Regions from separate parts of the Sus scrofa genome. Here region 2 is linked to region 1. The links are chromatin contacts, called in public HiChIP or PLAC-seq maps. All regions are on one chromosome and are shown on one strand. Each heading gives the region's core, a stretch centred on a gene start, on an enhancer-like site or on the middle of the called end of the contact. The rest is flanking DNA. Distances are from core to core; before and after follow the strand shown.

Region 1 (4,906 bases), core at 970-3,469:
TGTAGTAAACACCGTGAGGTTTGAGGGCCCAGCAGGTGTTCATTATGCCTTTGTTCACTATTCAGCGGAGGGCTCCCCGGGTCAGCCCTTGAGCAGGGGACACAGTGACCTACAAGACACGGACCCTGTCTTCAGGAAGTCCACAGCCTAGCGGTACTTTGGAATTCAGTATTTTCACGTTTGTTCTTCAAGACCTGAGTCATTCTTGTAAATTAAAATATTCTACTTTACAGCTTGACATACTGAGCAGGCAGTGATAAAAAATGAATAGCTAAGTACTCGATTGTACTGATATAAAGTCATTTGTACCGTTACGTAATTTGCATGCTGAAAAGGTTCATCTCGTCATCAGTAACCTTTTTCAGCTTTGATGTTGAGCCAAACAAAATACATGAAGAAGCAAGGACTTCCAGCCAGGATGATGGCTGTCACAGCTCAGTATCAAAGAACTGGCCAGCCGGTCTGCCATCATTCAAATGGGGGGGGAAATAGCAATGAAACGAGGCTGGCCATGACACTAAAGGGCAAGATAAGAGTGGTAACAGCAAGAGGGCAAGGCAGGAGGACACCACAGCAGGATCAAGCCCAGGTTCACACATGCAGACAACCAGAGGGAAAAGGTGTCGGAGAGATTCCCCAAGGAGGGTGGTGTGGGGGCTGAACGAGCACAGATCTACATGGGCTCCTGAGCTCTGCCACTGAGGACGAGCTATCAAATTTCATGAAGACCTCATTTCCTACGTGCAAACCAAGTTCAATAAAAGAAATCCTGAGGGTTCAGGAGGCTGTGGGGATTAGAGGAAAGGACACAGGTAGCGGCAACTTGCAAATGGCGATGTCGAGGTTGACGCCCCCTGACTCCTCCAGAGCACCTTCTAGACACCCAGAATTGGCTGAAAGAGGGTGCCTTCCTTTCCAATGCTTGCTGGCAATGTTTCACACGCCCATTACTGATACTAGTTCTGCTTGAAAACCCTGGTGTGATAAAGCCCAGAGAGACAAACCGCACTATCGTTCTTAGAAACATCTTGCAGTTTAGTCACTGAAGGTTAAGCAGGGCTGTACCTTTTAACCATGAAAGACATGCAAGGCTAAAGAAATGCAGGTCCACCTCGGGGGTCTGGAGAGGGACGCTCCTCTGCCCCTAGGCTCTGTGACACCTGGAGGACCAGCCCTTTACTCTGGGGACAATCAGGTACGGAGGCTCTGCGTGTGGGACCCTGAGCTTGGTGCTGAGAATTCACCAAGAACAGAACGCCCTGGGACCATGAGCAAACAGGAATCACGTAAGATGTGGCATCGTCACTGCCACCCACATGCTCCTGAGCCAGCACAGGGCAGTGGGAGAGTTCAACACCAAATCCTTCTGTCATGAGGATCAAGGCGCCCCCTGACTTAGGTGCGGTATACAAATGATGCAAGTAAGGGATGCAAACACAGGGAGGAGCCAGTGCCCCGGGTTTGGAAGTAAACAGCAGCAGGCACCCGCAGAGGGTGTCAGAGGAGATTCCAGAGGGAGGCAGCCCAGCAGAAGGTGGGCACACAGGAAACAATCAACGGCACTGGGGTCTGGCAGGAAGAATCCCCCCACCACACCCCAGACCTCAGCAGAGATGATTCACACTGCACACCTGTCACTGAATGAACACACCCCTCCCTATGGGAGAAGGAACTGCCAGTTGTCAACTTGTTATAGTTGTTAAGTCACATACTTAGAATTAAGTTCGTCTGTGGTAAATCACTTATAGTTCTTGTCCACAGCTTGGGTCCACTGATTCTCACCTCCTGCAGTCTTTGCCCGAGTTCTCCTTGAGTAAAGGGCCCAACTAGGTGTTGTTCAGGGAGCTCTCCAGGCTGAAGGTTCCTATTAAGAGCACTGGGTTCAAGGTCCAGCAGCAGAGAGGGCAGTGCCAGCCCAGGCTCCGAGCCCCCACCGGCTGCTCTGAGGGCTGATGCCTGGCTCTCATTCAGTGACAACTGTGGCTTCATGCATCGTGGACACGGGGGAGGGAGGGACCCTACGGGGGTGCTGTTAGATGGATGGGGCACCAGTCTCGGGCTGGGACTTTGCTTTATAACAAGATAGGAGTATAAATAGCACAAGTATTGGCTGACTGAGTCAAAATGAAAGTCATTCAACGCCTCCTCGGCATCAGGTATGTGCTGGGTGTTCTCCGTGACCTCTGATGCTCACCAAGCCCATGCCGGGTGGGGGGTTGGGGTGCTGGTTTCACAGATGTGAACACTGTGGACACAGGAGGGAAGCCATGTTCCCAGGACCAGGTGGTTTGACAGGCAAAAGTCTGTAAGTAATCAACAGTGGGACTGGCATCCATGTGACTCAAGGCCTCTGCTGTTAATGGAATAGGTCTTGACCACTAGCCGGCAGCTACACCCGTGGAGGAGAGGAAAGCACATTCCAACCAGAGGCTGGATGGAAGCAGAAGGGAGTTTCCTAGCTCCTGACGGGTGCTACACACCGGGAGCAACATCTCAGCTACTGGCCTGGGCCCAGAAGTGTCTCTACTATACAGCACTTTGGGACAACATTTTTTAAATGACAATAATACACCATTTACTTGGCCCCACTTAACAATTCATTATTTAAAAACAGCAATCATTTATATTTAATGTGAAAACACTAGAACAAGTATCTTGGACTAGACAGAAGCAGATATGTGGGGAGTGACACATCGAGAGATGAGTCAAAGGGAAAAACTGCTTTAAGTTACCTTATTTCCTTTGTCTGCATTACATTAATATGTCAGTACAATGCAAGAACCAATTTTGTAAGCGCTATCTGCATTAATGCAAGTGCATTCATTTCATCAAGTCCCATTAAATGCACAGGTATAAGTCTCAGCACCAAAATTAGACATCCCACTGCCGGCCCAGCAAACTGACCACGTGGATGGGCCCTCATACTATGTATGAAGTAAACGCTGCTTTAATATAGCTGTTGCTAATGGATTTTACATTAGTGTCCAGTTACCAGTACCTCCTAAATTTCTGGAACTAATGCATTCAGAAAATCCACAGATTTAACATAGCCCAGAAACCCATTTCATGAATTTGATCAACTCTAAAACAAGGTTTTGGGGTTTTTTCCCTGTCTTTTTAGGGCCGTACCCACGGCACATGGGGGTTCCCAGGCTAGGGGTCTAATCGGAGCTCTAGCTGCTGGCCTATGCCAGATCCAAGCCATGTTTGCAACCTACAGGACAGCTCACGGCAACGCCAGATCCTTAACCCACTGAGCGAGGCCAGGGATCAAACCCGAAACCTCATGGTTCCTAGTCAGATTCATTTCCACTGTGCCACGATGGGAACTCCTAGGACAAGAAGTAGATAGATGGAATTCCTAAGATAAGGAGTAGATACAGGACTCACGTAGATGAAAACTAGGAAGTTTCAACAAAAGGCAAAGTAAAAATTAAAGTTCATATTTTATGAAGCTGGAAAGAAACCAGAAAGAAAAGCCCTGTTTTGAAAGTAACTCCCCATGTTGGTATAAGGAAAACTTCTCTGTTCATAGATATCATTATGAGAAGAACTATTTCTATATTAATGTATTTTACATAACTATATTTCTGTATACCACTTCATTTTCTGTTTTTAAACTTCCCTATCAAGTAGGAATAGTCTGTTCTCAGAATAAGCAAGTCTGTGGTTCTACGTTGTCAGGATCCTATGTCTGATTATAGACAATGTACCAAATCTTCTTTTACTGCAGGAGCCCAAATTTTGATAGTTAAAAAAGGAATTTGCTAATCCTTTTAAGTCCTTGAGTGACACAAGTTTAATAATAACAGGAATAACATGGTCTCAGTTCTGGATTTTTCTTCCCCTTATCTTGTGCTGTCGCTCAGTTTCCAATTGAAAATGACTCCACTGAGTCCTCCTGAGGCTGCCCTCACTCTGACACATGGTTGCTGCCACTGCTTCGACTGTGGCCGTTTCCAGTGATTAAAAAGTCCCAGAAGCGCTGAAGTCATTGTAAAAGAGAGTGGCTAGATGGCAAAAAAAAGTTTTGTTCTTTCCTATGGGTTCTGTGACTCTGTGACACACCACAGATAGATCTCCTTCCCAACTCAAATCATCGGGCATCGATCTCAAACTTGCCAATGGACTTACAAAAATGATACACCTCTCCTCCACCCCCCCCCCAAACACCCCCGGAGCTCCAAGGCCATCTTGAGAGCCATACAAGCCTTTGTGGACAGTGAATGTCCAGGTGGCAGGTGTGGCTCAGGGGAGATCCTGGGAGGAATTGACCAAAGCAAGACTTGCCTCTTGAGGCCCCAGGGATGGATAACGAAGCAGTGCCTGTGAATCAAGGGTTGAGGTCTTCAGAAGACAAACCAGTTCAATCCAAAGCAGTATTTTCCCTCCATCTGAACTATCTCTGTGGCAGTCTCTGAAGCTCAGTGTCGCTGAAGGACTGTCACCCTTGTGCTACACAGCCCTACAAAGTCAGTCTATTCACCAAGGCTGAGAACAGAATTAAAAATGAAATTCCTTCAGGAATCCGACACTCTGGTGCCTCTTTCGGTGCTCCTGGAAGTAACATCCTCTCTGTTAACAACGGTACTTCTGTTTTCAACACTTCACAATAATCATTACTGTGTGGGTGAAGAATTTTCGAATCAAATGTGGGAACTCTGGGATCCAGGACTTCGAAAGTGAAATGCAGAGGTGAAACATTTTCTTTCACGAAAGCTTCCAAGTACAGCAAAACATCACAGAACTGAACTAATGGAAGAGAAACTGTTTATGAAGCTATTGTTGGAAATGACAACGTAGCTTTTCAATACCTGAAAGTAATATAAAAATCATACATCTGCACTGGGGCACAAAAGTTACATGGCTACAGGGGGTCTTTGCCCAGCTGAAGCTACCATTAAAG
Region 2 (4,648 bases), core at 1,099-3,598, 120 kb before region 1:
GCTCTGGTTGCTGCTGTGGCTCAGGTTCAATCCCTAGCCTAGGAAGCTCACATGCTGCAGGTGCGGCCAAAAACAAAAAACCCTTGAAGACAAATTGTCTGGCTAATGCTTGCATAAAGTTTTGAATAGTATCAAATAAAAGGAAAGGGGAAGAGTTTATAGCAGTAGAAGCTCGGGCTGTGTGATGCCCTTATTTCATTCACTCTGACCCTCTTCCTCACCTGCAATAAGAGGTTTGGACTGATCCCTAGGGAGCCTCCCAGTTCCGAAAACCTGTGGTTCCTTGGTGACAGATATATTAACTCTTCTCCAGTATTGGTTCTTTGTGCTGGGGTTTCCCACAAGTGTCCTCCTGTGCTATGACGCTGACAAGTCTGCAGTGGTGTCACCTAGCCCCAGAAATGAGTGAGCACAGTGTTTCCCCTTCAGAAGGCTCACGTTGGAACAGGGCTTGTGACCATCTTGGAACAGCATGTGATTAGTGCCTTCAAGGCAAAGATATAGGGCAGCCTTTTTAGTGTGCTCTGTTGGAAACTTTGAAAGTTGTTTTGAAAAATGGTTGTTTATACAGATGGAAATGCTTATGACTTTCATAGGTTTGTTAACTGTTGATGAGCTGTGCTTATATAGGGGAAGAGTTCTATGGAACCCCTGGAATTCATATATCTGGTGCTTGCAATGCCTTCTGCCGTTGGTGTATGTGTTGGGGTGGGTCCTGAAAGAGCACTGATGAGCCTCCATTATTTTCCTGGTGACATCCCATATTAAAATTAGTTTTCAGTCTCTAAATATACATTAATGGGTGATCCAGAAGCAGCAGAGTAGTGTGGGTAGCAAGCATAGAACTGAAAATCTTCAAATGTACAGATAATGAGGCACATCATTTACCAGTGAATAGAGAGCCAACTATTTTATGAAAATTCAGGACCTGAGAAGTGCCACTAAAAGTTGTTTATCACTTGTTTGGAGTAAGTACCTATTTATAGATTTTGTTTCAGTTATAGGAGAATATAAATGCATGTACTGTTAATTGATAGGGATGGTCTAATTATAACCCAATAATTTCCAGATGAGCTGGCTGTACTGTAAATCATAATTGCAGCAAGTGTGTCATGGGACCAGGGTTGTTGTATAATTCAAAAATTGATTTTTTTTTACTATTGTGTAAAAGTTACAGGGAAAGCAGATCTGTTGCTGATACATTATTATACATAGAAAATATGGTTCCCTTTAAGAAGGCTCTTTTTTTAGCTTGTTCAACTCAAAATAGCGTAGGACTTCAGATAGTGATCTCTCCAGGGGATGAGTCTGTTGGTAGTGACTGTGCTTCATGTTGAACTTTGTCACCCAGGAGAGAAACCAGAGAACCCCAAAAATCTTCCTTCTCAGTGCTCCTGTGAAATGCTGCATGGTGTTTCCTTTTCCTTTCTTTCCCGTAGTCTTAAAATGCATTCCTCTATCCCTCCCTTCCTTTGTCTGTTTCTTTGAATTTGAACATTTTAAGCATTTACTATAGGTCCAATTTGTAAATGAAATCTCGCCTATAATAAGCATATCAAGTTTAAAGGGTATGCAGTTCACAGATTTATTTTTACATGTTGACATTTATAAGCGCATGTGGTAACTTATGAAATCTTTTCATTACCTAATATGAAATTAGAACTTGTTTAGGTCTTTATTTTATCACAGATGAAACTGACTTCAAGTTTAGTTAAAAATAAATTTTGTCTGTTGTAGGAGGAAGTCAATTTGAGAAGCATGCTTACTTCTTAAATGCATGTAACTTACTTATGGATAAAGACATTTTTAAAAAAATAAGAACATATAAAATCATGCTGTTATTTGTAGCATAACAAAATCTGCTCAGCAAAATCTTTTGATTGCTAAAGATTCCTATGCTTCAGACTAGTAGAAACTTGTTTTTTTCTCTAAGGAAAACATGCACAAAAACTTTTTGGGAAACACTTTTAAAAAATTATTTTCTTTAAAAAATACTTTATATTCATCTTTCTAAGATTGTATTTTCTGTTTCACTGTACTTTTAATAATTAGGTTGATAAGTAAAAGAATTACAACATTAAATATGAAAGAAAAGCTGATTTTTTTTCCTTTTTATGAAATCTAATTATTTTTTCTTATGAAATCCAGGCGATGTAGTTACAGGAAGTGATGCTCAGGTTTCTGTTCCTGTCCAGACTCTAACTGACCTCCCAGGTACAGTTACCATGGCACTGTGGTCTGTTTCTTTGCCTGCAGTGTTCTCATTGCCGCCTCCGAAACTCCATTTTCCTTTTTGCCTGCCCTCCATTCATGCTGTTTATCAGTTCACTCCATTGTTCAGCCACTGGGTGGCACTGTTGTTTAGAACAAAAGTCCCCTCACATGTCATACAGTGGTGGCGGTGCTGAATATGGCTAAGATGTGAGGTTTTGGGGTTTTTTGTTTTTTGTTTTTTTTTTAATTAAGTTTGTCCCAGCCCCTTTCCTTGAAAAACATGATCACTCTATATTTTATGGTTATTTTAACCACATTTTATTTGGCAGCTCACGCTGAGGTGTTCTTTTTATGGCATTAGTGCTTTGTGACAGTATTTGACAAATTAGCTCTGATTATATTATATGTTGTTTCTATGCATATTGTTGTATGTATTAGCCAGAGGTACTTATTACATTTTACCTAAAAGAATTATAACTCAATTTTGAAATATGTTTTTAAGTATAGGCTTTGTATTATGAATTAATTAACAGAATTAAAGTTCAGCATGGCAAATCTCTGCACAGTAATTGACAGTGGCTTAAAATAAAAAGATAATATTTATTGTAACCATTTGTTCAAAATCTAGAAAAGGTTTATTTAAGAAATGCAAAATAAAAATAACCCATATTCAGCACCTCCTGTGAAATTTAGAAATATATAAATATTTAAAGTAGCTAGGTTCATCTTTTATTGTGTAATCTTTTAGATAAAATATGTTATAGAGAGGAATTCTGTATTAAATGGAAGTCTAGACTAACTTTAAAAATCCTCCGTTGGGGTTAATAGATGCAGACTATTGCCTTTGGAATGGATTAGCACTGAGATCCTGCTGGTAGCACTGGGAACTACGTCTGGTCACTTATGATGGAGCACGATAATGTGAGAAAAAAGACTGTGTACATGTATATGTAACTGGGTCACCATGCTGTACAGTAGAAAAGAGACAGAACACTGTAAACCAGCTATAATGGAAAAAATTAAAACATTATTAAAAAAAAAAACAGAATCCTCCACTCAAATTCACACTAAAAAAGGAAGTAGTATCAATTGAAATTCATGTCTTCCTTAGTTTAAAATATAGTCATACTACTAGTATTAAAATACTGTTCTAAATGTGATATGTCACCATGATATCTGTGCTTTTAAATAAATTTACAGAAAATAATATATTGTGATTAGGAGAAGAATGGTGTGTTCTCTTAACATCTTAGAAAAACATACTGCGGCAAAAGAAGGATGTGATCTTACTTCTATATATGGTTCCTCGTTTCACAGGTACAGTTTCTGGCTCTGTTCTGATAATTGAACCAGCTGACCTTTAGTTTAGGGCTTTTCAAGCTCGGGGATTCCGTGAAAGGCTGCTGTTTACTTTTAGTATCTGCTCTTTAGCTTGGTCCGTTATTGCACTTAAATGGATAGTGATGTGGTCATTTGATGTGGTGAGAATTCATAGGACTTAAATTAGTTTCCTAAAATTAAAATCTGAGCTCCCACCACCCACTCTCTGGCTGCTTTTTAACAAGAGTTTTGTTATCCCAGAGATACCTTGCTGCAGAGTATATCTCTAGCTGTGGAAGCCCCATGGTTTATACCTGTGGGAAGAGAAAGCTAGGGAAGGGCTTGCCTGTTCTGACTTCTGCTTCTGGGCTGTTGCTCAATCCATGTTTTCCTGCAGACCAGAGCCACATGAACAATATTGTTCTTTAAATAGAATCTTAAAGAAGGAGGTCGTACCATTTCGTTCACATAACTTGTGTTCTCTAAGTAGAATCATCTCATTCACTTATTCAACAGGTATTTATTCAGTGCCTACTGTGTGCCAAGCTCTGTTTTCATTGGTCCCTTGGCCTTCCCTTCAGCTTCACCAGGCTGCTTGGGCATCACCTACTGCCTTAGATGACCCAAGCAAGCCCGCTCGGTCAGGAACCAGCTCTTGTTCTGGATACCTTGTTCTGAATTCCCCTACCTGCCCTACTCTGACAGCAGCTTTGAGAAACGAGGCCAAATAAACAGCTTCCAGTCTGGAATGAGATAGTGAGACAATACCTAGCCTGCTTTAGAGAAGTCGCTTTGTGTTTTCCTCAACACACTTCCTGCAGTGTCATTAAGCAGGGAGGAGTAGAAATAAACCAAAATAATTAGTGGTGGCAATAAAAAAACTTCCTAACAATCTCTGCTTGTTAAGATAAGTAGTGTTAGAAGTTGGGGAGTTTCATCAGAGGTGCCAAACCTTCCTATATTCCCCTATATAATAAGAGTAGATATACTTTTCATTTTAGGGAAATAAAACTATCCTTCACACTTTCTCAAGTGTTTTTTTTTTTTTCAAAGCAATGCAGGAAATTTCAAGAAATTAAGTAAATACCAATACTTTCAATGATTCTTTGATTAT

What was found. HiChIP or PLAC-seq counts read pairs in DNA pulled down with a chosen protein or histone mark.
Region 2: a contact with region 1 is called in an H3K27ac HiChIP or PLAC-seq map of skeletal muscle. The contact joins two enhancer-like sites. A contact is called at or near these places in 9 of 47 Hi-C or Micro-C datasets (alveolar macrophages, embryonic fibroblasts, fetal heart ventricle and 4 more) and 2 of 2 datasets of contacts at active chromatin or transcription factors (alveolar macrophages and skeletal muscle).

What each region holds. Positions count from the first base shown.
Region 1 is chr13:4,144,629-4,149,534 of Sscrofa11.1, reverse strand. All of the region lies in intron 4 of PLCL2 (inactive phospholipase C-like protein 2), which reads right to left. Among named protein-coding and RNA genes, the nearest start is that of PLCL2, 150 kb to the right of the region's middle. Within about 2 kb of position 2,219, at least 7 of the 83 cell types and tissues checked have an H3K27ac peak or open chromatin away from gene starts, as enhancers often do. A contact at or near this core is called in skeletal muscle, where this site is marked.
Region 2 is chr13:4,265,886-4,270,533 of Sscrofa11.1, reverse strand. All of the region lies in intron 19 of TBC1D5 (TBC1 domain family member 5), which reads left to right. Among named protein-coding and RNA genes, the nearest start is that of PLCL2, 280 kb to the right of the region's middle. Within about 2 kb of position 2,348, at least 4 of the 83 cell types and tissues checked have an H3K27ac peak or open chromatin away from gene starts, as enhancers often do. A contact at or near this core is called in skeletal muscle, where this site is marked.